Linked DNA regions of Mus musculus: all the other regions are linked to region 4. Evidence: chromatin contacts called from public HiChIP or PLAC-seq and promoter capture Hi-C data. All regions are on one chromosome and are shown on one strand. Each heading gives the region's core, a stretch centred on a gene start, on an enhancer-like site or on the middle of the called end of the contact. The rest is flanking DNA. Distances are from core to core; before and after follow the strand shown. Region 1 has its middle 26 kb from the start of Tdrp. Region 2 overlaps Erich1 (glutamate rich 1). Region 3 holds the start of Tdrp (testis development related protein). Region 4 holds the start of Arhgef10 (Rho guanine nucleotide exchange factor (GEF) 10).

What was found. Promoter capture Hi-C pulls out the DNA fragments that hold promoters and counts their contacts. HiChIP or PLAC-seq counts read pairs in DNA pulled down with a chosen protein or histone mark.
Region 1: a contact with region 4 is called in a promoter capture Hi-C map of 3T3-L1-derived adipocytes, with 5 times the contacts expected there. The contact joins the enhancer-like site here to the promoter of Arhgef10 in region 4. A contact is called at or near these places in 3 of 39 promoter capture datasets (3T3-L1-derived adipocytes, hippocampal neurons and liver), 1 of 15 datasets of contacts at CTCF or cohesin (large pre-B cells), 3 of 484 Hi-C or Micro-C datasets (the G1E-ER4 cell line and palatal mesenchyme), 10 of 115 datasets of contacts at active chromatin or transcription factors (the NIH/3T3 cell line, astrocytes, bone marrow-derived macrophages and 4 more) and 2 of 9 other capture datasets (embryonic stem cells and pancreatic islet).
Region 2: a contact with region 4 is called in an H3K27ac HiChIP or PLAC-seq map of embryonic stem cells, with 4 times the contacts expected there. The contact joins the enhancer-like site here to the promoter of Arhgef10 in region 4. A contact is called at or near these places in 7 of 39 promoter capture datasets (the 3T3-L1 cell line, 3T3-L1-derived adipocytes, embryonic stem cells and 3 more), 3 of 115 datasets of contacts at active chromatin or transcription factors (the NIH/3T3 cell line and embryonic stem cells) and 1 of 9 other capture datasets (macrophages).
Region 3: a contact with region 4 is called in a promoter capture Hi-C map of embryonic stem cells, with 3 times the contacts expected there. The contact joins the promoter of Tdrp here to the promoter of Arhgef10 in region 4. A contact is called at or near these places in 6 of 39 promoter capture datasets (the 3T3-L1 cell line, cranial neural crest, embryonic stem cells and 3 more), 1 of 15 datasets of contacts at CTCF or cohesin (the NIH/3T3 cell line), 2 of 484 Hi-C or Micro-C datasets (embryonic stem cells and nephron progenitors), 8 of 115 datasets of contacts at active chromatin or transcription factors (bone marrow-derived macrophages, cardiomyocytes, embryonic forebrain and 4 more) and 2 of 9 other capture datasets (embryonic stem cells and liver).

Annotation. Positions count from the first base shown.
Region 1 is chr8:13,946,005-13,951,487 of GRCm38.p6, forward strand. No RefSeq gene overlaps it. Among named protein-coding and RNA genes, the nearest start is that of Tdrp, 26 kb to the right of the region's middle. Within about 2 kb of position 2,582, at least 30 of the 459 cell types and tissues checked have an H3K27ac peak or open chromatin away from gene starts, as enhancers often do. A contact at or near this core is called in 3T3-L1-derived adipocytes and hippocampal neurons, where this site is marked.
Region 2 is chr8:14,036,196-14,041,495 of GRCm38.p6, forward strand. All of the region lies in intron 3 of Erich1 (glutamate rich 1), which reads right to left. Among named protein-coding and RNA genes, the nearest start is that of Gm39134, 13 kb to the left of the region's middle. Within about 2 kb of position 2,421, at least 21 of the 459 cell types and tissues checked have an H3K27ac peak or open chromatin away from gene starts, as enhancers often do. A contact at or near this core is called in embryonic stem cells, where this site is marked.
Region 3 is chr8:13,971,947-13,977,100 of GRCm38.p6, forward strand. It overlaps Tdrp (testis development related protein), which reads right to left and starts at 2,831. Exons shown (of 3, transcript NM_173744.4): 1 at 2,595-2,831. The coding sequence starts at 2,696.
Region 4 is chr8:14,909,681-14,915,519 of GRCm38.p6, forward strand. Arhgef10 (Rho guanine nucleotide exchange factor (GEF) 10) reads left to right here and starts at 1,983. Exons shown (of 29, transcript NM_172751.3): 1 at 1,983-2,083.

The DNA.
Region 1 (5,483 bases), core at 1,332-3,831, 960 kb before region 4:
AGGCTACACAGAGAAACCCTGTCTTGAGAAGCAAAAACAACAACAACAAAAATATTTGTAGGTTGCTTTGGGTGGAAAGGATATCTTGCCAAAGCCTTCTAATACATTTCCCAAGTATTTCATCCTTTAACTATTCTAAATGAATTTTGATTATTGAGTAAAAAGCACAATTAATTTTTTCATGATTTGTATCCTGCAAATTTATTCATTCATTTAATCATTTGTTTTGTGTGTGAAACCTGAGCTTTTAAATATTAAACCACGTTATTTGCAAATCTACTGCAATGCCTAGTCTTGGTTGGCTTCACTGGACTGACAATACATGTACCTGTTCCTGTGGAGTATCCCCAGAGAGGAGTAAAAGGGAAAGACCCACCTCCAGTGTGAGCTGTGACTTCCACTGAGTGGCTCAAAGTGATCCGAGGAAAAAGGCCCATGCTGTGTCTTTTTCCTGAGCGAGTGTGCCTGACTGTGCTGCTGGCATCCTCCGCTGATACACAACTCCAGCTTCTTTGGCTTTTCAAATGTTGATTCAATAGCAGCAACTTTCTGGGAAGCATCCAAAGTCTCCCTGTTATATTAAGACTGCTGAAGCATCCAGCTTCTTGTAGTCAGCAGCTACCAGCATTCTCTGCCTCTCCAGTGTGTAGATGGTATCTGGACAACTCAGCTATCATATAAGCTGGTCTAACAAAGTCACTGTAACACACACACACACAGTTGGTTCTGATCCTCTACAGTACTCTGCCAAATATTTATTTTGATGCCAAGGAGTGGGATTATTACTATGATAAGCCTGACCTTGAAGTTTGTGGGTCTTTGGACTGGTTTGTAAGAAGAGTGTGGAAGGGTGGAGCTTTAGGCTACCCCACCCCCACCCCCCAGAATGCTGTCACAGACCTTACCGAGCCATTCTGGTAGCTGAACAGAAAATGAGAATTCTGATAGAAACAAGAGAGCAAAGGCCAGGCTCGGGAGACACCAGGAAATGAGGACCCTATCATCAGGTGTCGGGCTAGAGGCCATTTGTGTCATATTCTGCTGAACAATCTGTATTCTGCTCAAACCCTAAACTTTTTTTAGTGAGACTAAATTGGCAAATAATGGACTGAGTTGTTTCTTCATAGGAAATTTTAAGATGGCACAACAGGTAAGCTGTGTCGCTGCTCTTACGTGGAGTCACAGTCAGAGAAAGGTGAAAGGTGTGAAAAGACGAGGTACAAGACCGAGAACGCGGTGCTTATGCTGACGACAGGATCGACGCAATTGAAATCACACCAGTGCCCAGGCCAATGGGAAAGCTGGGGAACGCTGCCAAGGCCCTGCCCGTTGAGCTCCAGGGTATTAAAGCACAAACTCGTTCACAGAGGACTGAGGTTCAAGTCCCAGCACCCACGTGGAAGCTCACAACGGTCTGTAGCTCCAGTTCCAAGGGGATCCTACCCTCTCCACTGACCTCTAGAGGCACCAAGCACACACTGCAGACATACGCACAGGCAGAACACCCATACTCGTAAAAACAAAATGCTTTTCGAAAGCAGAACAAGAGTGACTGGACAGAGATCTTCAAGGGAATCCTGCTTTAGCAGAGACACCTAGGGAGGTGCTTTTCCAAGTTAGCCTAGAAGGCACATAGAGTTGCCATAGCGGGCTCTAACAGGGGGCTCTAACTGTATCTCTGCTTGGCCTTGTTCTGGCAGCGCATGTGTCTTTCAGGCACACAAAATGCAAAGGTTATAGGATCAGGCTTTCCACAAGGTTTCTGGAGGCTGTTGAAGCCGAGAGATGTGTAGCGGGGTCAGATTCCATGCAAGGAGCACTGGAGTAGGCTGTGTGCGACGCCGTAAAGGAGAAGCCTAAGAGCTAGTGGGCATGCGTGCTAGTGTGTTAGAGATGGTAGCTGGGGAAGGCTGTAGTCGCCATGGAAGCCAGCCCAAGAGACAGGCCACGGTTGCTATAGGCAACAGAGCTGGACAGGCACATCTCTGCCTGCTAGCCCTTTGGACCTGGACAGTGCCACCATGAGTCCCAGATGCCGGATGTGGGGCTGTAGGGTGTACTGTTTATCCTGCTGGTTTGGGTTTTGTTTTGGTCTAAACCTTCCTTGCTGGGTTCCATTCCTCCCTTTTAGCCTGGGAAATTTTTTAAAAGAATTATTTATTTATTTTATGCATATGAGTACACTGTAGCTGTCTTCAGACACACCAGAAGAGGGAATCGGATCCCATTATAGATGGTTGTGAGTCACCATGTATGTGCTGGGAATTGAATTCAGGACCTCTGGAAGAGAAGTCAGTGCTCTTAACCGCTGAGCCATCTCTCCAGCCCGCTAGCCTGGAAATTTTAATCTATGCATTATCTACTCTAAGTTTGTGATTCAGTTTTATTACTTTTACTCTACAGGGGCTCACAGTCAAGAGATTTTTTCTTGCAGCCCAGAGGATTGCTTCCAGGCTTCCTGAGCTAAAAACCAGTGACTCTCCAGGAACCTTGCAGGTTTTTGGTGCCAAATTGGGTCCGCTGAGGCACCCAGCTTTGTGGATTGAGCAACCATGGGTTGTCAGGCTCCCCACTGAGAGACAGCTGCCATGGGAGCTCCTCCTACTGCTGAGGCTCCAACTAAGCCCTGACTGGGTCTCAGCCCCCAGGTGTGACTCAGCGGTTACTATTTTAATGTAAGCTGATTTAGCAAATTACTTTGTTTCCCCACCCCCTCCCCATCATATCCATACTGTTCCTGTAGAGAGCCCTGACTAACACAACTGCCTTGGTTTCTTTGAAAATAGTTGAAATATCTACATTTCTACATTTTTAAAAAATAAAAGCATTTCCTAAAACTCTAATACTGACTTTGGCTTTGTAAGGAAATTAACTGTTAAATACTGTTCCAGAAGAGCCAGTACAACCATTTGTTTTAAAAGCTAAAATTCTACCCTGTTTCTATGACTAAGAACATCTCTGCAACTCTGAAAAATCATGCGAAGACATTAATTTCTAATTGCATAAGCCGATCCCTCCAGCTTGATGGCTCCCAGCCATGAACTGGGAAGGGTGAAACCAAGCCAGATCTGTGGAGACTCTTAAATGCCCGTGGGGAAACCAGCAGAGGTTCCCAACACACATCAAGACTGCAAGCAGAACCCAGGGCGTGGCCAGTGTGTGTTGGAGCTCTGCGTATAGACTGTGAAATATCTGTGGGTCTTAGGAAGATGGTGACCCCAGCCTTGTGTGTGTGTTGGGTTTTTTTGGGGGGTGGGGTGGGGAGAGGTGTTCAAGGTAAGCCTTATATCTGTGTTGGGTGATCTCAACTCCTGGTCGCTCTGGGCCGGAGCTCCCCAGTTCTCTTGGAGGATCGCTGCCATGGCAGGCCCATGAAATGGCCATCCACCCTGCAGTCAGCCGCCACAACACCCAGCAACCTGGTAGAAACAAGACTGTAGAAGCTTATAATTTACAAGTCAGATTTATGTATCAATAAATTATCAATTCACAAGATGCCCACACAATAATTTCAGAGCCAATTGATGATACAAGCTGCCCACCTAGATCAGACAAGTTATCCCAATTATTCTGTCCCTATATGATATTTATAACTACCTGTGGCTATTTAAAACCACGCGGGATCATGATCTTCTTCCTGTCTGTCTGCCCCTATCTTGGCTTCTCCACTCCTGAGCTGCTCTGTCTCTTCAACTCTTCGCTCCGCCTCCCTTTTCCCTGTCCAATCACAGACCTCCTGCTGCACTAATATTTAAGTAGATTGGACAGGGAAAATCCTGCCACACATCTGACTTTGTCAAACACAGCAGCCATTACCTGATGGTGTGAGAACAAGGTGGCAAGCCCACAGAGCCCACTATAAATGTTTCACACCCACCACTGTCCCCTGAGTCCCAGGGACAAACCAGGCCTGGTTTGTAGGCCATTTGTCACACTCTGCCCATCTAAACATGCAATACAGACTACAGAGAACAAATCCAGTGGGAAGCTGGCAGTGAGCGCTAGGCCTTTGTTCCCATTCTAGATTCTTCTTCAAACCAACAAACAAACAAATTATGAAACACTGGCTTTTCTTATTCAGTTTTGTTTGGCTTTGGTTTTTCTTTCTGTTCTTCAGATAGACTTCATCAAGCACAGGCTGGCCTTGAACTCATAATCCCCATGTCTCAGACTCTCAAGTTTCTGGGATTACAGATGTACACCACTCAGACAACTCCCTGCAGTCAGCACACCCACAAAAAGCATAGGGCTGGCTATGGCTAACCTGCTACTGATTTCCCAAAGGATGACTGGCTTAGGACCCCATCACTACTCCTGTTCATGGCTGGCACCTTCACACATGGCCATAAGAACACAGGCTTCAACAGTTGACCGGCAGATTTAACTTGAACCTAACCAAGTTACATCTTACCCCAATTCCCCCATGCTGTCATATTTAATGGACAACACCACTGGCTCTCATTAAGATTAATTTATAATGAAAGCCAGGAACAGTCATTATCTCATGGCTTGATCACCCTTAGGTTCACAGCGTCTGCCTTGCAAGCCTGTACATGCCTCCTCAGCCCGGCTCCGTGACCTCAAGCTCTGGTCCCTGAGTGCCACTGGACAGATGCTCTCCACTGCACATGCTAACAGAGCTAACTGCCAGTAGAATGGATTTACTTTCCCTAGTACATAACAATGTGAGCATCTTCCTCCTGAGAGCTTGATAACAGGGTAGAAGGTTCGATTTGAGCGATGTATTTGCCTGGCTCTGAGTGGTCACAGGGAGACGGAAGGTTCAAGAAATCTGTGAATGTTTCAAAGAGCTGGTCAGAATTAAAGACGCCGCCTTTCCTCCTCACACTGTCTTCTGGTGATTCTGACAATCTCATCCCAGTTGATGAGTGACTAAGAGCCAGAGAAGCAAGGAGTAAGTAACCAAAAGCCAGCAGGGAGTCTCCTGGGACACCGGCCAGGAGGCAACAGGGGCCACGCTGAGGCAGCTCTGGGAGCATAAGCCTGAACGAACGAACAACAGGGCTGCAGTGATCTGACGAATTCTGACCAGGATCAGGTACGTGGATGGTGAGGAAGAGGGTGAAGCTCAGTACCTGCCTCCTCCTTAAGGCATCTATAGCCAGAAAGGGACACAGGTAGGCTTTCGGGAGCTTTCTCGGGGTCCAGTTCCTATGCGTGTTAATCTTAATAAAGGTCACTGTTTGGGGTGGGGAAGATGTATTTCCAAGGGATGGGTACATTTTTTAAAAAAGAAACTGGACAAATTTAAACAAAACAAACCCACACCATCCCTGGCATGCTCCCGTCTCTCAGCTGAAGCCTACGAGAAAAATTTGCTTATGGGCTTACTTAGTTAACTCACTAAGAGCGGCAGACTGGAAGACACCCAGGGCACTCAGTGCACCGGTCACACTCCAGGTGACAGCCCAGTATAGCTGGCTCACCTAATGAGAAGGTATATGTGCAGAAGTTCAGCCCAA
Region 2 (5,300 bases), core at 1,171-3,670, 870 kb before region 4:
GCGACATGAGGCAGGCTGGCCGTGCTCTGCAGCACCCGTCACATCTCCATTTTGAGAACACTATATACTGCTTTATAATGAGGAAAACATCTTAAATTTGAACTTAGGACATCACAAAATGTAAAAATGGCTACTAAGTATTTCTTAAAGGTATTTGTTAACTATATCAAGAAGAGAGAAAATCAGTAGTAAGTATTTATGTCATATAGGTAGTAGTTTAGGGGTACAAGACTGTGGTCAGGGATATAGCTCAGTGCTGGACTATTTGCCTAATAAAAGAAGGCTTTGGGCTATCATCAGCACTGAGAAATAAATGAATAACACATACATACATATATGTATATGTTTATACACATGCACACATAACACATGCACACATACACATACATATACACATGCACACACACATACACACATGCACACACCTTCACACATATGCACACATACATACATACATACTCACACATACACACATGAACATACACACATACACACACCTTCACACATATGCACACATACATACATACATACTCACACATACACACATGAACATACACACATACATACAAACATACTTACATACACACACATACACACTCACTCATACACACACATACACACGCACACATGCATATATGTATAGGGGCTGTTTCCCTACTGGGTGTGGTATGAATCTCTATAATTCCAGCAGTTGATAAGCTACTGCAGGAGAACAGGTAATATTCTAGAATTCTGGACCCGTATGAGAGAGTTAGATCTGATATCAAAATAAATATAAATAAATAACACAAGCAAGCAAACAGCAAATTAAAGAGAATTAGAAGGAAAGCGAATACAGGATAATAAGCTGTAATACCTCTGCTACTGCCATACACCATGCTAACGTGTTCAAAACCTCTTTGGCTTAGATGGAAATAATGAAACTGTGCCATTTGCTCGTGGGTTGGCTCCAGGCAGAAAAAAGGGCAAACAGAGATTGTGTGAGAATCACACTGCTGTGTATAAGGGAATCCAAAGCTGTGAAGACAAGCTCTTTACTAACAGGTAAGGGTAAAGATGAATGTGAAGGGTGTAGCTCACCAGTGAGAAACAGTGAGCTACCGCTACGTACCTACAAGGACCCCAAGTCAGGACATGCGTGCGCGCGGTAGGAGATCCTAGACCAATTCCCAACACGGAAAAAATAAAAAACCAAAACAACAACAAACCAACCCATGACCCCATGCAAAGTTCTAGGATGGGGATCAAGGGGCTTTCCCAGTCGGCAGGATCGAGGTCAGGATCAAGGTCAGGGTCCTTACAAGGCATGGGAGGACTTGATGGAGGGAGACTTTAGGAGTAACACACTGCACCTTGGCTTCTGCACTAATGTGTGCCTAGGGAAGCTGAAGAAGTCGGGGAGCCCTCTGTGGAGCCCAGAGATGTGATTCCACCTTTTACATATGCTGTGGCTATGCACCCCTGGGTCCTAGCATTTCCCAGGGTTGTAGAGCACAATGTAGTGTATAAATACATGACATATAGATTCATACAGGAAAACAATGTAGCTCTTGTTGTATTTAAAACACATGCCTACCAGTCGTGTGGCTTACACATATATTTGGCAAATGGGAAAATAAGATGTGTATGCCTAATTTTCATATGTTAGCTAAAGGAGAAACAATTCCTTAGGATCTGGGAAAAATACCTTAAGGAAGAAAATGTAAGCATGATGGCAAAGGTGTGTGTGACTGCAGTCAGTGTCATAGAAGCAGCTGTTCCATCCTAAAGGCACCAATTTTCCATCTACATGGACAAGCTTGTTTCTTAGAACATACTTTTCATCATGATGCCCTTTTCCTGGGCAACCTTTTTTTTTTTTTTCTTTTTTTTTTTTTCTTTTTTTTTTTTGGTTTTTGAAGACAGGGTTTCTCTGTATAGCCTGGCTGTCCTGGAACTCACTTTGTAGACCAGGCTGGCCTCAGACTCAGAGATCCGCCTGCCTCTGCTGGGAATAAAGGCATGTACCACCACGCCCGGCTTTTTTTTTTGTAATGTACATTATACATTACACACATACACACACACACACAGTATCTGCCCTCAGACACAGCAGAAGAGGGCATCAGATCCCATTACAGATGGCTGTGAGCCACCATGTGGTTGCTGGGAATTGAACTCAAGACCTCTGGAAGAACAGAGAGTGATCTTAAATGCTGAGCCATCGCTTCAGCCCTTCTGGGCAACCTTTTAAGACTTCCACATGGTGAAAAAGCCCTTTGGCAAAGCTTCTGTGCTTGGCCAAACTACAGTTGCTCTGCAGGCCTCCTTCAGGGCCCACCTGTGAACGGTTATCTAAAATCCAGCCCAAGCCAGGCCTCTGATAGGCTGAGCTGGCTGTAACACCCACCTCATGCTCCCCCAAGCCAGGTCTCTGATAGGCTGAGCTGGCCGTAACACCCACCTCATGCTCCCCAAGCCAGGTCTCTGATAGGCTGAGCTGGCCGTAACACCCACCTCATGCTCCTCACCTTGCATATCTGATCAACCTTTGTACAACTCCAAGGTGAGGTCTGCTCACTTGCCTTCCCTCAGCAAGAATCCCGTCAGGTTCGTTTGGCAGGAATCCTTCTCATCCCTGATGTTTTCTTAGTGACACACGCCCAAATTCTCCCTCTGCCCCCAGTCCCAACTCTAAAGCCTAACTTGCCCACACTGTACCTGGGCTCCGGAGGCATGTCCCTGTACCGTCAGGATGGCCCTAAACACAAGCCTGCCAAAACCAAGCGTTGTGAATGACTTTTTTTTCTTTAATATTATGACATCAATCACACTTGCAACCTATGGCTTTCCCAAAATCTCATCAGAGGAAGCTGATCATGTTGTCAGATAAACCCAAGATAATAACTATTACAGAAATAAGATGTTGAAGGATTATAACACACTTCAATGTCAACTTAGTTTCTGATGTAATTTTCTCATACTTTAAATTTCTCATATATGTGTATGTCTGCCTGCTGTAAATAGTTATGCAAAACAGGTTCTGTTTTCATAATTCTGTATACCCTAAATATTTTATTATGACTTCTGGCAGGACCACTTTGCTCAGGGAGTCTGAGGAAAACTATGGTGCAGGTCTGATTCCTGGGGCAGTCAGGTTTCTATTGAAGAACTAAGAGGGATGCGCTCTCTGCACACGGGAAAGAGAGCTCAGGCTCCTGCTTCTAAACAACAGGTCACAGGTAGTGGCCACAGAGGAAACCCGTGCGATGCTCATGGCTGACGTCTGTATGGCACACTGGACTGAAAGCCCCTGCTCCTGGGTTCTAGTGTGCGTAGGTTCATCTGCATTCCCCATCTCTCTGCTCACCAGGCATGAGTGGGCAAAGCATGGCCGCTCCTGTAGGCGTTGGCAAATTCATGGGCCCAGCTGAGCTGATGAACTCTGGTCCACAGACCTCAGCCTTATGCCTACAAGCCTTAGGTCTCATCAGGAACTCTCCCTTGACACCCCCCCCCCCCACCCCCGCCACTTTACTCCAACAGCCCCAGTGAGCCAATCAAGTCACTGATTCTATCACACTGTGATCAAAGCACTTCTCTCCAGCGTGGCCTCCCACTAGCCCTGAAATTTCGGAACAGTGCCACCCTTGTGCAACAGGGAAGTGTCCTCGTGGCTGTCACTGGCTGCAAGTAAGTGCGTGTGTGCTTCAAGGGTGGCTTGTGTCCCAGGAGGACCAACTTGTAGATCTTCCCTTTCCTGATCAAGTACAAGATCCATATGTGGCCAGAGGCAGCTACCTGGGGCAGGGTTATGTGCACAACCGGAAGAAGTGTATTCTGGGATGTTAGCTAGAGTTTTAAGCAAAGACAAAAGGCAGGCATTAGAAAGACAATTGCATCATCAATTAAGAAATAACTTTCACCATACAGTCTAAGACAGTATCTGTTTTAAAAGCATGTGGGAAGCCAAGTGCATTGCTTACGCCTGTGTCCCTGTAATACTATCAGCACCACCACCATCACCACCACAACCAATTCAGAGGAGAGGTAGGGGCTCTTACCGAGCATCTTGGTTGTGGGAGCATGTGCAGAGGCTATTCTTCACTTCTTGTCAGAAAGTGCGTAAAGGAAAATATCAGGGTGAGACAGTTATCCTAAGTATGACATGCCCCTCAACCCCCCTACAGCAAGGCCCCGTCTCTTGTCTTTCTCCACCTTCCAATAATACCATCATATGATGAACCCATCAAGGGATTAATCTATGGATTAGCTTAGAGCCCTTCAGACCTGTCTCTGGTCATCCGTTCACAGACATACCCAGAGATTTGCTTGCCTAATATCCTAGGTATTTCTTAATCCAACTGGGATGATGGTACAAATCAGCCGTCACACAAAATAAGTCTCAGTTAATTCGCAAACTGAGCTGTGAATTTCCAATCCCACTGAGCCAGCACTGGGGCCGTGAAAATAACCAGTGCAGACAGGGCCCTGGACAGAAGGCCTGGGATGAGAGTCATCAGGGCTTTGGCCGCAAAGGGAAGGAAATTACAATCCACCTTACTTAACTACAGGCCTTCAAGTCATAGTTAGGGGCACACTTCTATTTTTAAAGTAATGATAGATTGAAATCCCTGCTCATTGCATATCACGAGTGTCAGATACGGCCACAATAAAGAGTTTCCTGCGTTGCCCCACAGGGACCAGTGGCCTTCTCCGCAGCAGATGACGGCTGAGTACGGTTTTCATTTTTAAGTCCAGAGCTGGAAACACTGCTCTTTGCTTCTTTCGTACTCTTCAGGGAGGAACTTCGTGTTAAATGCGCATGAGCAGTGCTGACTTGTTCTAGAGTCCTGTGGGAACTGCTGGTGTTGATTCGTCCTGAGTTTGTCTGGAAATGACCTGCTATCAGAAGGGTCCTGCCTAGACTGGGTGACAGTTCCATCTAAGCCTCCACTCTAGCAGTTCTCGGTGTGCCTCCTTGGGACAGGATTTTCCCTGTCCAATCACACTAAAATATTAGTGCAGCAGAAGGCCTGTGATTGGACAGGGCAAAGGGAGGCGGAGCTAAGAGTTGTAGAGACAGAGAGCATCTTGGGAGAGAAGGGACTGCAAAGATAAAGGAGGACGGACAGGAGAAAGAACCTAAACCAGCGTGGCTTTAGATAGCCACAGGTAGTTATGATATCATAAGGTTAGAATAATTGGGACAAAACTTTTATCATCATCAATTGGTTCTGAAATTATTGTATTGGCATCTTGTAAATTAAGAATTTACTGATACATAAATCTGATTGGTTAATTTTAAGCTTCTAGAGTTT
Region 3 (5,154 bases), core at 1,581-4,080, 940 kb before region 4:
AGATTATCAGGAAGATGTGTCATGCTTTTCCCAGTTTGTCTGTCAAGGTATTAATTTACAGTTTGAATGGCAAATCCCTACAGTTAGCTCAGGAGTAGGGAGAAGCCTGTCTAAGCAGTGCCAATGCCGGGCATCCTTACGGTCCCTTGTTAGTATTACCACAAAAGCTGTAAGGAAGTGAGTTTTAAAAACCGACTGAAACAAGGGCAGTAAGACCTGGCAGATACCTCACATTTACCTACAACCCTCGGACTCCCACAGCCTTGAATGAGCTTTAGCTAGGGGAGCTAGAACAGCAAGTGTTCCATGAAACGCATTAGCATAAAATAGAGCAGTGCAAGACACATACAAATGTCCCACTGACAAGCAAATGCACATATGTAAACGTATTTATAGATTTGCATAAGTGTTTAATGGATATAAAAAAAGCTTAAGAATGCTCCTTTTGAGACAGATGGAGTTATGACCTAACTACATTTAGAAATCTTGTACTATGTGCATCATCAACTTTAATTTTTAAAGTAGACACTAGAATTTATTAAAAAACATTATCTCCCCTTTTGGGATGGCTGGAATAAATAGTCCTTACAAGCCTCACTGAATCTCATGTTATGTTTATTACATATTTATATTAAGTTATATTTATGTTTTTAATGCAAACAGATGTTTCATTTTTAATCTTTTATTGTCTATTTCAATTATGTTTGTTTTTTAACATTTCCTGCATGTAAACAATGAAACGCAGTAATATCACCCACCCATCTCCCCCTAACTCACCTGTAACTCCCCAACACGCTCTCTTCCCAACTTTATGTTCATATTTTTATTAACTCACTAAAGTCCAATTAGTGCTACCCTCAAGACATTTATTCTCAACAACAAAAACAAAAACAAAAGCCAATACTCTAAAGCAATGCAGAGAAATTTGTTCTCCTGAAGGCAGTGGTGGAAAGAGGATCTCAGTGGGAATGGTGGGAACCTGGGGGGGTGGGCGGGAGGCGGCTGTGCACGGACAGGTGCTTGTTCTGCAAACCTGACAACCGGATCTTGATTTCAGACGCAGGGCAGTGGGTCTGTACTCCCAGAACTCCACTGGGACCGGAGCTGGGGGTGGGAACCGGTAAAAACAAGGAGACCCTGCTCACCGACGTGGAAACAAACACTTGCCTGCACTCACCGGTCATACACACATGTACGTACACACATGCACATGCACACACACACACACACACACACACAAATGCACTCCATGACAGCCCAGCAGTCACATTGTCTTACTTAAATGATCTGAAATTCTACAGAAGGCCCACCCTGCCTATTTACAGGAACTTCAGCATCAGCTATCCAAGCTTGGAAGGAGGTGACATGATATTCTGAAGGTAATCAGTGCCAAAAAGAAACTTACTATCGAACCATGAAAAGACAGGTGAAGCAAACTTAAACACATATTGCTGGCTAGAAGATGATTTAAAAAATATCTAGAGACCACAGACAAATGCTCATTACTGCCTTCTAAGAGTTGCCGTCTAGCTACAAAACCTTGAAGGCTGGAAAAATGAAAGCTAGGTAAGTTCTAGGGACACAAAAAGGTGACTTCTCAAATGTAAATTCAGATACAAACCATACCTAAAAGCTTACACTCATCAGCTGGAATGTCTGCGTGCTGGCAGCGAGCTTTATCAAATTCCCGAGAAATGTCTTACAATGAAACTTCATTCCTAACAGACGTTCTTTTGCTCCAACTAGGGAAGAAGCAATCTCGGGACTACTTCCAAGTTTCAAAAGAAAGATTTGCAACAGCCACAGTTTTCACACTATGCTTAAAAAAATAAATAAATAACTTTATGCTTAAAAATTGGCGTACTTTGTGACCTAAATTTCCTAGCACATGAAAGGGAATGAAAAGTGTCCCGAGAAGGTGGGTGGGGAAGCCTCACACAGATCCACCTGGGATCCTGTTAATTAAAAAATTCTACACATTCCAAGCGTATCTCTATACTTGTCGGGCCAAAGCTTTTTCTGTATAAAGGTCTCTGATCTCTTCTTCCGGGAGAGGGGGCGAGACGGGATCAAAGGCTTAAAAAAAGGAAATACGTGTTGTGCAAATAAATATCCAGCACACTTTATATTCGCTATAGTCACCAAAAGAAAAGGGAAAGGAAAAAACAAAAACAAAAACACCAAGCTTTTAAGTCTGAGCGAACCGCCGTCCCCGGCACCATGATTCAGGACTTCTCTGTTTCTCCAACTCCGGAATAGAAATACCTGGCCTGGAAGCGGTCACCCCGCGTCCCCGGTGTCTCAAGCCGAACCCCAAAGCCCTTGTGGCAGCAGAGCGAAGGGCAGCGCCGCCGGCCAGTGCGGAAAGTGCCCGGGGTACGCGTCCCCGCGGTACCCCACACATGCTGGCTCTGGGGCCCACGACCTGTAGGACCCGGCCACTCATCAGAGGGGTCCTCCGGGGCAGTCACCTCGCAGCCCCGAGAAGCGTCGGGTCCCTGCCAAGTCCGCACCCGGCACGCGACCCCATGCACCTGCGCTCGGCCTCCAGAGCACCCCGCGGCCCGCACCTGCGCCCCTACGCGTGCCCTCACCGACGCCGGGGCGGCTGCTGATGCTGGCGGTGCCCCTCGCAGCACATCCTCTTCCTCGGGGGGCTCGTCCAGAAGCACTCGACTTCGGCTCAGCTTCCACATCTCCGGTGCTCGACCGCTCCGCGCAGCTTGGCTCCGGGACTGAAGGAGGACACCCGGCCCGCCGCGGCGCTGGGACAGTGCGGAGGACTGGGCGGGGAGGGGCGGTCAGCTGCGGGCGGCCGTCCCCGGCCCGCCCCCAGGCCCGCCCCCAGACCCTCCTCCAGCCTTCAGGTTCCTCAGGTCCCCTGCCTCCCTGGTCCTCCCCCACCCTGACACTCAGCCCGCGGGTCCCCTACTTCTCCAGGACCGCTCCAACCTCCCTAAGTAGGCCCCCCAGGGAATCAGCGGGCCGAGTGCTTTACCAAGGGGCCAAGAACACTGACGCACCAAAACCACGTGACATTTCACACCGGCCGCCCCTCAACTCCCGGCCCTTCACTCACCCAGCCCGATGGGCGTGGTCCATCCTGGATCACCAAGGCAACGCCGAGGTGGGGCCGCGCTTTACGCATGCTCGCCCAGTTGGTGCTACGGGGGCCGAGGGCGGGGCTTCGGTGACCGCAGGCTGAGGGTTAGTGGTCTATGCTGATCCTAAAAGGTCCATTAGTGGATATGGACCACCGGAGAGGGGGGCACCTGCAAGGGAGGAGGGTGTTAGGGAAAGAGAAGGGTTCCTGCATAGACTACGGTCACTTTGCGCTGCTGTGAGGCCTGCATCGATAGAGTGATGGACACAGAATCAACCAGAGTCCAGGGAAGGTTCCCAGGGCCCAGAAGAGACTAGGTAGGTGGGTTGGCAGTGCCAGTTGGACCTGGGGCCTCGACTTCCCTTTGTAGTCTCAGGGTGACACTCAGACTAATGCAGCCTGAGTTCAGATCTCCAGCCACCAAAAAAAAAAAAAAAAAAATCTGGGCATGTGGGCATGGTGACATAAGGGGGTGGGCAGAAGACAGTGTGCACTCAGTGTGGCCAATCAGTGAGCTCTGGCCTAAGACGTCTTATCTTTGAAAATAAAGTGGAAAGTGGTAAAGACAGCAACTTGACTTCTGGCCTTCCCAAATACTCACTCTGTCCAACACTGTACACACATAACAGGTAAATAAAACTGTCCACAATTGTATGCTTTTGTGAGAAGTGCTGTAGGTAAACTCCGAAATGCCTTGTTCATGTTCTTCAAGTGCATAAGAACGTTTAAGGATGTAAACACAGTGAGAACCTTCTCCAGCCAGCTCAGACCCGCCTGGCCTGTCTGGGAGTTATGAACAGGTAGCCGCAGGGTACTTGCGAATACAGCAAGCAAAGGCTTCACAACACCGTGGTTTACAGGTGCAGCACAGGCCTCCTCTAAGGCTGCATCCTGCCAGGATCGGATGCTCATAGTAAGTTAAACTAAACTGAAATTCCCAGATGACTCAGAAGGCCAGGCCTGTTACCCCACATGCTAAATTCTAGACCGCTTTGAAATGGCACTAAAGACTTTGTGTGGAAGACCTCAGTTGTTAGGAAGGGAGACGGGTAAGTAGAGATGGTGGCTCTGTAAAGGACATCTCTCAGGTCCCGGGGACGCGATGCGGGTCACTGATTCCATCATCTCTGAGGCATGATATTGTCAGAGTTTGTAAGAGAATTATACAGTCTGGCTTCATTAAAAAAAAGAAAACAAAACAGTCTTTACACATGCAAATTCATTTGGGGATCCAGAAAGATCTTGCCTAACCATCCTTTCCTGAACAGCCACTTGGAGGAAGCTGTAGATTTTAAGCTAATTTGGCCTTTATTGAATAAAATAGAATTTATTGATGTAGAAATTCTTTGTTTGTTTGTTTTGTGAGACAGGGTTTCTCTGTGTAGCCCTGGCTGTCCTGGAACTCACTTTGTAGACCAGGCTGGCCTCGAACTCAGAAATCCACCTGCCTCTGCCTCCCAAGTGCTGGGATTAAAGGCATTCACCACCACCACCTGGCTAGAAATTCTTTTTTTGCATGTCAACTGTGTCACCTCACTCTGAGTTCAAAATGCTCAAGGCCCAACTTACTGAGATATTAGTGGATTGATACAACACAGTTCTTGTCGAAGGAGAGGAAAGATTTCCTCTGAGGTGTGGCTCAGGACAGATTCAGGTTGGCTTGACAGACAAGTCTCACCATAGAAGAAGAGAAGAAGTGTCATGAAGTGTTTGGTTTCAGTTTTGTTTTAGTTTGTTTTGTTTTGTTTGAGGCAGGGTTTCTGTGTAGTCCTGGCTGTCCTGGAAATCACTCTGTAGACCATGCTGGCCTTGAACTCAGAGATCTGCCTACCTCTGCCTCCCAAGTGCTGGGGTCAAAGGCATGCGCCACCACTGCCTGGCTACAAAGTGTTATTGTCACAAAACAAAAGAAGTTGTAAGTCAACACTCTTTTTTTTTTTTTTTAATTGATATCGGTGGGAGCATGAAATAAGGGGGCTACACACCAGGGAAGAGTCTTCTGAAGGTGGTGAGGTGACATCACTAGCTTTCTGGTTAAAGGAGGACACAGG
Region 4 (5,839 bases), core at 733-3,232:
TGACTCTGTTATACACGCAGCTCAGTGCTCACAGGTCATCTGCGATGCTCACAGTACCAGGCATGCAGTGTCGTCATGAGGCTTAAAGGTTAAAATCATACAGTGGAATTAAGCTTTACATATGTAAGCACATATATTTATGTATTTATGGGTGCATTTACATACTAATTAAAAGAAAATCCCTCAGTGTTTGATAATGAAGCCTAACTAACTGTTCTTAGTATCCCATGGGTCAAAGAAGACCTAAAACAGAAAGTCTCAGATTCCTGCCTGTGGACTTACAGACGTGGTAATGTGTGATACTATAATAGATTGGTCAGGACTTGAGCCGGTCCAACTCCTTTCTGACTAGCTTCATCCCGAGGCTTCCTAATGTAATCCTTCTCTCGTCTACAGCCTTGGGGGGAGAGAGGATGCTGTGTGCTCTCTACTCCAGCGGAGAACACTGTAGTACAGACCTATTTCCTCTCACAACGCTCCTTAGAAAATGTCCTTCACGACTCTAGTCTGGGAGTTCTTTGGGTACTTTACCCAAAGGTCTTCCACAGAGACAACAGGAATGTCTTGTCATTTCAGACAGGTCTGAGAGTTCAACACAGTCCACTCCTGTAACTTTAGTGAATGCTACTTCCAAACAGCTATGAGGTGTCACCGTACCTAGGCTATAATCTGACCTACCTAGTCATAGTCTGTTTGAGAAATGTCTAGCTACAGAGCATACCAGCTCTATAGACACTTACTGTGGAACAAACCTCTCTCTGAACTCATTCTGTAACTGAGTGGACTTAGAGACTTAAGAACCCCGGGGTTTCCGCAACTTCTATGAACCATGTTGGTGGGAGATGTGACAGTCCAGTATGGGAACATGTTTGCTATGTGCCCTAGCCGTGTACCAGTTAGCACTTTGATGGGTGTTGCTTTCCTTTAATAATTTAATGATTTGCTTCCCTCTACATGCACAAAACAAAGGTTCGTGCTAAGCACATTCAACTGCCCAGAAGGGCTCTTCCAGAATATCCCAGCACTTTTCTATGCAGACACCTGCAGGCCTTTAATATCACCAAGGCCCACATTCTTGGTCTTCACAGCGCCTCCCTTTCCAGGCTCAGCCATGAGCAGAAAGGCTAGCTAAGCTCTCTCCAGCATCGCTTCCTGCATTTAGAGAGCTATGGAAAGCTGGAACTCCGGTTCAGCAAACAAGAGCCTCCCGGTGACAGGCAAGCTGTAATAGCGCCTGGAAAGGTATTGAGCTGAGGTCACGGTTGGTCGGCATTTCTATTTCCTGTACTTGGCGGGACGAGGAGCCCCTGACCCTGACCAGCCAGGACCGCCTAGGCTGGCAGGGTGGCTCTAGGTCGGATGGGTTGTTCTCCTGGCATCCCCTACTTTGTAGGTCTGTAAGGAACAGTGGATGCTGGGTGTGGTATCCGTTCTGTGCCCCACTGCCCGTGGGACCCAAGATGGGAGAGGTGGTCAGGGGGAGAAGGGCCAGAGATGGAGTGAAGTGTTGTTCAGTGCCCCCTTCCCACAGGAGCCCTGACCAGGATCTGCAGAGAGCAAGCAGACTCTGGGGTCACGATGGGTGGAGTGTCTGTCTTGTGTTCCCTGCCAGCGACAGCGCAGCTCCCAGTGTCTAACAGAGGGCGGATGATCGGGAGACACAATCTGGCCCCGCGCCATTTCCCAGTGACCAGGAGTCTGAGGGGAGAAGCGTCCACTCTGGGGCACTACAAGCTGGTGTCCTTTCTGTGCCCCCTCTGTCCCCGGGGGCGCAAGGTAGGCAGCATCCCTCCTACTCACGGCGCGGGGCGTTAGGCTGGGGGCGGGGCGGGGAGGGGAGGGGGGCTGATGGCCACGTGGCCTCGCAGGAATGCGCTGGCGCGAGGGTCGGGCGCGGCCGAGGAACGGGCAGGAACGCTGGCCAATGAGCACGAAGCACGGCCGGTTCCGGCCAATCATGGTGAGGTGGGAGGGGCTTCCCTGGCGGGCGGGGTGGGAGCGCATCGCGGGCGGGGCGCGCGGGGCGCGCGGGGGGCGCGGGACAACTGGCGGACGCAGACGGCGGATGGCGCCCGGTCCCTCGGTGAGTGAGCACGGCGACCCCAAGTCCCGTCCCAGGCCGCTTGCACGGGTTGCTTCTTTGCTTTAAAAGTTGCACTTCTACCCAGGTCCCCGAAGTAGCTAAACCCCACCCTGGGTTTGCGGGACTGCGCACAGTGACAGACGGCAGCGAGTAACCACCCCCCAACACCAGTTCAGCGCTGTCTCTGGCACAGGACGGCAAGGAGCTCCCAACTTCAGTTTCAGTTGCCCCCAAATCTGGCCGGTGTTTCCTTCTCTAGGCCCAGCAACCCCTACCCGACCCCCCGCTTTAGTGAGTGTCTATGGACATGGGGGAAGCAAGAAGCACCCACAAATTTGCAGGTGGCCCCTAGGCACAGACAGAAGCAGCCCCTCAACCTATGCCCTAGGTGTTCTCAGGCATAGATTCAGCGGCATGCAGCCTTCCCTTTCAATGGTTATCCCCAGACACAAGGCAGCAAAAAGTCCCCCAACTTCGATGGGTGTCCCTAGACACAGAGCATTGAGCAGCCGCCCAACTTGAGTGAATCTTCGGCCAAGACAGGAGACAGTCCCCAGCATCACTGTGTCCCATAGCCTGAGGGTAAGGCTCAAGGGTATGTGCAGTAGGGACCTGCAGCCTCTGACCTGGAGATGTGGGGTGAAAGGGTGAAAGGTCGCTGAAATTGCATGAGAGAAGTCATCTTGGGATGTTTGAATTAAGATCCTTAGGATCCCCTTTAGGGTGAAGTTGTTGCTGGGGTAAGGTTTTTTTGCTACCCACCATTGCTCAATAATTAGGGTAGATCCTGATCTGGTGTGCAGTAAATAAAAGCAGGTGGTTGGGCACCCTGGACACTGTGGGACACCATGTTTTGATTTCCCAGAGGGCAATAGACATGCTTGGTGTGAACTCTAACGTAGGATGCATCTCAGTTACAGCCTTTGCTGGAGGAAGAGGTTCTTCTGGACTCAAATGGCAGCAATCTTTCCTTCTTTTCTTTGGCTGGACCACACAGTAAGCTGTGTAGCTGTGTTTAGAATCTGGGCAAGGGACAGCATTTCATTGTCAGGTGACTCTTTCTTGATTCTAGGTCCTCCCTCGCACATACTCAGCAGGTGCTCCTTACTACTGCCGAGCATCTTGCCAGGCAAATGCTCTGTTGCTGAGCTACGCCCACAGCCTTGGTTACTATTAAAAAATCTATTTTGGCACTCGAAGGTCTGAGTTAGAAGGATCTTGAGTCTGGCCAGCCTGGGCTCCAATAATGAGATTTTTTCATATAAACAAGAAGGCAGGACTGGGGTGTGGCATGCAGCAGGCTGGGTTTGATCCCCAGTAAATGCTGAATTAATACATAGGTAAAGGTGTTGTGGCTTGAATGAGGATGCCGCCCCCCTCCACAGGCTCCGATGCCTGAATTCTCGGTTCCTAGTTGGAGTGCTGTTTGGGTAGGTTTAGGAGGTACGGCCCTGAAGGAGGATGTATGATCTTTGACGTTTCAGAGTTGTGCAGTATTCAGATTATGTCCTCTTCGATTCATGCATGTCTGCTGGTGGCTCCAGGTGTATGTTCTCAGTGTTCTACTGTAGCCACTGTGCCCGGTGCCATGCTCCGCCCATCCCTGTATGCTCCGCCCATCCCAGCATGCTCCGCCCACCCCGCAGTAATGCACTTTTATCCCTCAGCAACCAGATGCCCAAATAAACTGCCTTGGTCATGGTGCTTTATCACGGCAATAGAAACATAACTAATAATAAATATTACAAAAATTATATATATATATGTACACATATATGCACATATATGTGTACATATATATAATACCGACTTTTATCTCGTCCTTCAGGACCTGAAACTCCCTTCGTTAAAAACTGGTCTGTACGATGACGCTAACGAACCAAATTGCGCAGCTCTTCCTTCTGATTCCTCTTCAAATACCTATTTTACCAAGAATAACTTTTATTAGAAAAGATTGTTCAAGTTTGTACTTAAGTCTCTCTTTAAATGTTTACCACTCCTTTCTGGCCCCAAGAGCTTTTTGTCATTTCACTGGCATCAGTACCAAACATGTGAGTCACCTTGTTTGAAATCACTGTCCAGAGTTACACAGCCAGTCGTGACTTCTCAGAGGGAAGAGCTGTGCCATTCGGTGACGCATCACCGTACAGACCAGTTATTAACGATGGGAGTTTCAGGTCCTGAGGGAAGAAGTAAAAGTCGGTTATCAGAAATAACGTTTTGTTTTTGAGGTGCTTGTCCTAGAGCTGTGGCCTCCGTGCTTGCACAATCTCCACTCCGAAGCTGCACCTCCATCCTTCATCTTTTGAACCAGGGTTCTTCTAGATTTGCTGCAGGCATCTTCTTGGTACTCGGGTGTGCCTCTTCTTTGGTGAGATCCTTTTCGTGAGGCTCGAAGCAAGCTCTGGTGGTTCCAGATGGAGACTTTCTGGGTGGGTAGGGGGCTGTGTGCCTGGGTCCTGGGTCATCTGATGGAGTCACCACTAACCCTGTGACTGTCCACTCTAGGCTTGGTTCTGCTTAGGTGTGACCTCACTGGGAAGCAATGTGTAAACACACACACACACACACACACACACACACACACACACACACACACTGCTCTACACCTGAAACTATTCTGTGTTCACCAGAGAAAATTGGAAATTCAGCAGCCGTGGCTGATGTCATCTGCAGATAACAGTATAAACCATTTTCATAATTGAAACCCCAGTTGTATAACACATCATCCTTGAATTGCACGACTCAAACTAGTAAGTGCACCGTGGAAGGTTATGTCTGGAGATGTTCAGAGAGTATTGATGTTCGTTCCAGAGGACAGTTGGCTTGGCTGGTAGTGGGGTGTACTGTTAATTATTGTTGGGGTTGAAATGCAGATCTTACTAGCTATGTTCCCTGGAGATGTGCTTTAGGGACGATACACTGGGGTGGGTACTCTAGGAAAGACAGTTTGGAAGGGTCTGAAATGAACTGAGACTAGACAGCACATGGGCCACGAATGTATCTGTGGGCAGGCAGCAAGGTGGCGGCCTTGACTGTGGATGGATGGGGACCTGAACTACAGCCTCTGGAGAGAGGCTACACCTATAGGAGAAACATGTGGGGTACAATGCACCCTAGGAAGGTCCTGCCTTCATTCAACCCTGCCTGCCTTGTGTGTGCCCTCTCCAAGGTCTTCTGCCCTACCCCATTGACTGACCCTTCCACAGTGGCTGGGCCTGCAGGCTGGCTTTTGCCTCTTTCTCTATGTGAATTTTCAGAAATTGCTTATGAAACAAGGCCACAATTTTCCTAGTGTTGTTGTCCGTCCCTCTCCACCCCGCTGTTTCTTGCTTTTCCTGTGTCACATTAACGTGCATCTGCTAGTGGAAAGTGGTGTCTATGGGCTGGGTTGGTTTTCTAGAGACAGGGTTGCTCTATGTAACAGAGCCCTGGATGGCCTGAAGCTCATCACGGAGACCAGCTGGCCTTAAACTCACAGAGATCCACCTGCCTCTGCCTCCTGAGCGAGCGCTGGGATTAGAGATGTGCAACTGTTATTATATTTTGACTAAACAATGGGAGAAGAGGTAGAATATTTTTCAAGTTATTAGGTTTAATATTTTGTCTTCCATGTATCACCTTCTGATATAGGAAGTGATGTGGGCAGTAGAATACGACATAAAAAAGTGTGCAGAATCAGGTACTGTGGTGCGTACGTACTCACAAGCACAGCACCGGGGAGGCCGGGGCAGGAGAATGCTGACTTTGAGACTA